Regions from separate parts of the Mus musculus genome. Here region 2 is linked to region 1. The links are chromatin contacts, called in public HiChIP or PLAC-seq maps. All regions are on one chromosome and are shown on one strand. The core of a region is the stretch at or near the end of the contact, and the rest is flanking DNA. Distances in the headings are between cores, read along the strand shown. Region 1 has its middle 42 kb from the start of Gm46687. Region 2 has its middle 31 kb from the start of Gm14635.

Evidence for each region. HiChIP or PLAC-seq counts read pairs in DNA pulled down with a chosen protein or histone mark.
Region 2: a contact with region 1 is called in a FOXA1 HiChIP or PLAC-seq map of pancreatic cancer cells. The contact joins two enhancer-like sites. A contact is called at or near these places in 1 of 484 Hi-C or Micro-C datasets (liver), 3 of 115 datasets of contacts at active chromatin or transcription factors (embryonic stem cells and pancreatic cancer cells) and 1 of 9 other capture datasets (embryonic stem cells).

What each region holds. Positions count from the first base shown.
Region 1 is chrX:12,133,051-12,136,265 of GRCm38.p6, forward strand. It overlaps a transcript of Bcor not described here. Among named protein-coding and RNA genes, the nearest start is that of Gm46687, 42 kb to the left of the region's middle. Within about 2 kb of position 1,656, at least 253 of the 459 cell types and tissues checked have an H3K27ac peak or open chromatin away from gene starts, as enhancers often do. A contact at or near this core is called in liver and pancreatic cancer cells, where this site is marked.
Region 2 is chrX:12,322,077-12,325,291 of GRCm38.p6, forward strand. No RefSeq gene overlaps it. Among named protein-coding and RNA genes, the nearest start is that of Gm14635, 31 kb to the right of the region's middle. Within about 2 kb of position 1,460, at least 18 of the 459 cell types and tissues checked have an H3K27ac peak or open chromatin away from gene starts, as enhancers often do. A contact at or near this core is called in liver and pancreatic cancer cells, where this site is marked.

The DNA.
Region 1 (3,215 bases), core at 406-2,905:
GGGAATCCTTGCACTTCCAACATGACTCTCTCTCTCTCTCTCTCTCTCTCTCTCTCTCTCTCTCTCTCACACACACACACACACACACACACACACACACACCACACACACACACCTCACACACCACACCAAACAAAAAACACTCTTGGAACTGCTGAAGTAAATGCGGAGCCTGACGCCAGGGTCAGTGGAGGGACTGTCCCCATCACCAACAAGTTGCTGGCCTTGATAACAGCTGTGGGAGGGGGAAGGGAGCCGCAGGCAGCCACGACTGAACGGTTGCGATCTAGAAAATTCAACAAGAGGCCGCCACAGTGGCGGCGGCTCCAATTAGCTGAGCCAACAGGGAAGGCAGAGAGCTAGGCAGCGGCCCTGCCGATCACGCCCCGGGCGAGCAGGCAGGAGGGGGCGCGGGGCCTCGGAGCTGCTCGCCCGGGCGGCCCTCGCTCGGCCCCTCCCGCGGGTTCTCGGAGCGCGCCTGGTGTTTACATACTGTCCTTCCGACACGGGATCAAGTTTCAGGCCGCGCTAGAGGCGCCTGGAGCGGGCCACAGGCCGGGGAGAAGGGAAGAGCTGGAGCGGGATCTAAGGCCGAGCTGTACGGCTGAAAGCCGGGGCGCTCGTGGTCACAGCTAGCGTAGCCCTCCCTCCTTGCTTGGGGTGAGAAGTCTATCGCGTAGGGTGGCAAAGACAGGTGGAGCTGCGGAGCGCTGTCCAGAGAGAGGCACCTCTGAGTCGCGAGTGGAGTCCAGGGCGCACCCGGGACTGGGGGATGGGGATAGGCTGTCTGATGGTAGCCCAAGGACTGTTTTGAATCTCACCCCGCTTCGTGAGCTCTTCACTCCTCCCCTAAACTCCTTTGACAGACTACTCGATCCAGACTCTTGTTATGGTGGTGGTGGTGGTGGGGGATCTGTGGACTGCAAAACCTCAAAATTCTAAGAGACCTCTCGCTTTTCCTTGCCCACCCTGGCCCCAGTACTGCGAAAGCCTCCGGCGAAGTGCTCGAGGATCTGGCAGCCTGAGGGTGCCCCGCGCTGTCAAGTGTGGGCAAGTGATCTCCAGCAGCAGACACACTGTAAACAGCCGAGTGTGTGCCCTCCTAGCTCGGGGTGAGAACCTCGCCTAAACACAAGTGTCCTCTCGGGCTCCCCGGAGAGACGGAGGAAAGAAAGCCCCCCCCCCCCCACCACCACACACACACACACACACACACACACACACACACTCACTCACACCAAGGCACCTGCATTCAAAAGAGAGTGTTCTGAACCTGCACAGGCGCCAGGCGCTGCTGGGAGAGGATACTCAGCCTGCCCCCCTCCCGGCTGAATACTTGCTTTGTTCCGGGAAACGGGGGAAGCATTAGGCTGCTAACCCCTGGGGAAACACAAAACTTTGAATCTCAGAAAAGGCGGTTGAATGTATTTCGAAGTTCCAGAGATCGGTCAAGGAAGGGAAAAGCAGATGGCGGGAGATCAGGAGACTTGCGAGAGAGGCCAACTGACGATGTGGGAGGAAAACAGCTCAGGGTGACCAGGCCGGAGTCTCGGGAACTCAACTCAGAGTGATGGTGCTTCGCGAGTTCCAGCGAACAGCGGGCTAGGCCAAGTGGTGCCTGCCCAGTCGGCGGCCGCGCCAGCTTCCTGCCCTGCCCAGGACCGCAGAGCAGTCAGGGACGCCACCTCTGGCTGGCTTGGTATCGCAGGAGGATGAGGGTATACAAATAAACCCCGAATCTCTGCAGCTCCCCTCCTCCATCTTCCGCAACACAGTGGACCCAGGCCAATTGGTGGGTCATCCGTTTTAGGTTTTCAACCTGGGGTGAATGGGAAAGGTTTGGTGAGCTAGCCATTACGGTTGGGTCAGTCTGAGCTATCTTAGGTCTCATTCGTTGACTGCCTGTCCCATCAACTCCCACTCCACCCTACCCAATCCGTCTCCAACTAGCTGAGGGCACCACTAGGTTAGCGATATAAGGTCTAACAGGCAAAAGGACGAATGGGTGAGACTGCCACCTCTCACTTAGCCTTCCTAACATTCAAGGGAGGGGAGGGCACCTAGGCTCTGTCCTATCCCCCGTAGGACGCTCCCCTCCGTCTCGGAAGCTCAGACTGCTAACGAGGGTTTCCCCCTTCCCCGTGGGCTCACAAGGTTTCTAACTTCCTCTAAACCTCCCTCCTCGCTCTGAAAAGCCCCGAGGAGAAGAGCAGAGAGGAAGCGAGCCGCTAGTGTGCTAAATGAAGACCATGTGTGAGGGTGGCGGCATCAGAGTGCCGCGGCCGGGGAAGGGGGTGGTGAAGGCCGGTGTGCGGCCCACGGCTGGCTCCTGGTCGAGGCAGCCAGCGCCTGGGCTTTGGGGGACGCAAAGCCGCAGCAAAGTACTGCTAGGATAGCCTGGTGGCTGGCCACCGATGAGTGTGTGTGTGTGTGTGTGTGTGTGTGTGTGTGTGTGTGTGTGTGTGTGTGTGTGTGTGTGTGTGTGCGCGCGCGCGCGCGCGCGCTTGGTGGACAGGATCTGCCGCGCCTCGGGGGGCGGGGGCGGGGGCGGAGCCCTGACTTCCTGGGCCGCAGCTGCGACCCAGGGCGCAAGAGCAAATCGTGCTCCGCGGCGGCGGTGGCTCGGGCCCGCCACGCTTGCAGCTGAAAATCAACAAAGGGAGGCGGCAGGCGAGCGGGGGAGGGGCGCGGCTGAGCGCTCGCTGGCTGCTGTGGAATAATAAAAAATAATTAATAATGATAATAAGAGAAAAAAATCTGCCGGCTTTCTGGGCACTGGGTTTCCGTGCGGCTGCAGCGGGAGGCGCGCTGTCCTTGACGCGGCCTCTCTCGCCTGGTCTGCCTGCCCCTCCCCCTCCCTTGCCCCCTCCCCTTCCTGGGAACCGGGAAGAGAAAGGTCTGCAGCTGACAAATATTATCCATTCTCCCCATCGATCGCGGAGTGTACAGATGTGAGCGCTTGATGTGCCCGCGGAGCGGCGGATCCTCCCTGCTCTCTCGCCGCCCCCCTCCTCCCCCTTTGTTCTCCTCCCCTTTCCCTCTCTTTAAATAGATTTCAGGGCGCTGCCTGTTGGAGAGCAGCTGGCGATCTCTCCAGAGAGAGAGAGAGAGAGAGAGAGAGAGAGAGAGAGAGAGAGAGAGAGAGAGAGAGAGAGAGAGAGAGAGAGAGAGAGAGAGAGAGAGAGAGAGAGAGAGAGAGAGAGAGAGAGAGAGAG
Region 2 (3,215 bases), core at 210-2,709, 190 kb after region 1:
TGCCCTAGAAGAGCAGCCAGTACTCTTAACTGCTGAGCCATCTGTCTAGTCAATCATATGTCATCTTACTGTCTACATTGTTATTGTTGTGTGTAATGTATATGTGTAGTATATACGTGTGTGTGGTGGGGGGAGTCAGGCATACTGCTCCATCACTTTCTGCCGTATTCTCTTGAGACAAGGTCTCTCATTGAACCTGGATCTAGGCTGATGGTCAGTAAGCCCCAGCCATCTTTTCATCTCTAACTCTTGTGCACAGTTATGGGTTTCAAAGTATGTCTGACTAAACCTGGATTTTCGCATGGATTCTGGGAATGTGAACCTAGGTCCTCTTATTTGTATTGTAAGTGCTATTTCCCGCTGAGCCATCTCTCTACCACCCCCCCCCCAAAGTGTTTTAATCAAAACCTGAAAGAATAGTCTCTGCTGAGATGGTTCACCATGCAGGTAAGCATGTATAATCACCACCTACGCCAATTAGCTTGGCTTTCTATGTCTTTGGCTAGGTGCCTCTTGGAGAGAGCAAAGGCTGAGGTTATTCACCCCTTAGCTCTTAGCTTTGTTTTGCTCACCAGGTTGCCAGCCAGAGTGGTTTGGGATTGGAGCCAGTTGGAACAGCACTCTGCTGCCCTGCTAACCAATCAAACAGTGACAGAAGTGACAATTTCTCCAACAGAATCTCATCCAAAGCAATTCACTTACCACACTCCCAGGGTCATACTGACACTGGCTCTTATAGCATATCTGGGCCTCCTGAACCCTTAGAGAAGCCCACTTGGGAGACTGTACTATGTGGATAACACAGATGACCCTACTCAATCTATCATCTGCTAGTCTATTTGTAGTGGTCACTGTTAATTGTCAACTTCCCAGACCCTAGAATCACGAGGGAGATGTACTTCCGGATATTCCTGTAGGGAGTTATCTTGATTACATTAATTAAAGTGGCTAAGACCATTCTCTGGATAGGGGATAATATCAACCCAGAATTGAACAGTTCTTTTTTTCTTTTTGTTTTTTCAAGACAGAGTTTCTCTGTGTAATCTTGGCTGTCCAGGAACTTTACTTTGTAGACCAGGCTGGCCTCAAATTCACAGAGATCTGCTTGCCTCTGCCTCCCGAGTGCTGCGATTAAAGGCATACACCACCATCACCTGGCCAACAGTTCTTAAAAGTTTCACAGAATTTGGTTTAGGGAGATGGTACAGAGGGTAAAGGCTTTTGCTGTCAAGCCTGACAACCTGAGTTTGATTCCGGGAACCCGTACATTAGAAAGAGAGAACCCAGTACATGTGAGCTGTGGCACAAGCATACCTCCCCCACCTAAATAAATAAGGAAATGTGATAAAATTTAGAAAAAGTTTCACAGACTGCGGTGATGCAATATTGTAATGAAAATGTCCCTAACATTCTAAGAGACTGGAACTTTTTTCTGGACCTTACAGCCAGAGTTAATAATATACCTTGAGGTCATTTAAAACTCAAGACTGATATCCTACTGTGGACTCAGCCTGTTTGTTTAACCTACTTTTAAGAGAACAATGTAACAGCCAACCTTATTTGCCTTGAATTTCCCATTAGCTTTTACAACCTAGCTTATGCTTAACTGTACTCTTAAATTATGCACTCTTTCATGCCCCTGACACAAAATTATGCATTTGTATCATTTGCGAAAGCGGCAAACACAGAGGTTGAAAGCAATCTTATAAAATTAATATCCACCATAACTGTTGAACTCAACATACGGATATTGCTTGATAAACAATGATGTTTGTTATGAGTCAACTGGGGTCAGTTGGAGCCAGTGACTTAATCCCTTGTGAAACTGTTAAAGATTTCTGTAAAGTGTCCCTCACTCTGCCCCCATATGATGGTTTCTGCGCTGTTCTATAAGAGACAGAGCAGAGCCTTTCATTAGGGACACACCCGGACATGCAGACACTGGGACAGAGTCACAGGACATTCTTCGGGCAGGCACGAACTCTGACTCATACAGTAGGAAGCAAAAGGATGGCAGACACAGGGAGGTAAAAGTAGAGAATTCAAATGTGGACTTGCTCCTGGTTAAATGACACCAAGGGGAAGTGTTTTGATTTCTTTCTTTAATGTGACACCGATGCATTACTGTTGACTCAGACTTTATTATTAATGTGTTCAAATGGACCAAAATAGACCTCACCTGAAGCTCCTGGAGAGGGGATGTCTTTAATCTCTTTGTATTTGCTGCCTTTGAAAGGATCATCTTGATCAAACATTAACGTTATAGATTACAAGGACTTGATTGTAATTTTGCCTTCCAATTTAAACGGTCTTTTCCCCATTTAATGATTTTATTTCATTTAATGATTTTTGTTTGTAGTTATGTCTTTCTCTTTCTGTATTTTATTCAGCTCTCTCTTATTCTTGGTTAGCCTTGCCATGGGTCTGGGAATAATTCCTACAGGTTTTTGTTGCTTCTTCATTTCATGCTATTCTGCCAGGGCCCAGCCAAAAGATGGCTCTCTCATCCAAATGCCAGCTGAGCATGCAAGCTGAGGGTCAGCTCCAGTGTCAGTGACCAATAGTTGGCGACCAGTAGCCAATATAGTCAGTCAACTTACCAACCTGTTACCTTGGCTATCGTACATATATCTGGGACAAGTTCACAGGACCATAAAAATAGACTTTTATTATTATTCTTTTAAATCATATTTATTTAGGTTGAGGGGGGCATGCCATGGCCCATGTGTGGAGGTCAGACTTTTGGATGGTTCTGTCTTTCTAGTATGTGGGCCCTCAGATATTAAACTCAGGCCATTGAACTTAATATAAGTGCTGCTGAACTTACCAGGACCTAGGAATAGATTCCTTTTGCTTGTTTGATTGGTTTGTTCTGTATTTATTTATTTTTATTTTTATTTTTTGTTTTGTTTTGTTTTTTGAGACAGGGTTTCTCTGTGTAACAACCCTAGCTGTCCTGGAACTCACTCTGTAGACCAGGATGGCACCGAACTCACAGATATCCGCCTGCCTCTGCCTCCCAAGTGCTGGGACTAAAGGCGTGCACCACCATGCCTAGTCTAAGAATAGATTCTTAATATTAGAATGAGAATACTATTGACACATGCCAGGACTCAATATCCTCACTGTTTGCACTGTCTGTAGGTAGGATCAGAGGTCCTGGTCATCTCAAATGCGTAGGTTTCTGGTAGGTAATTTATAGAATGGGTACTGCA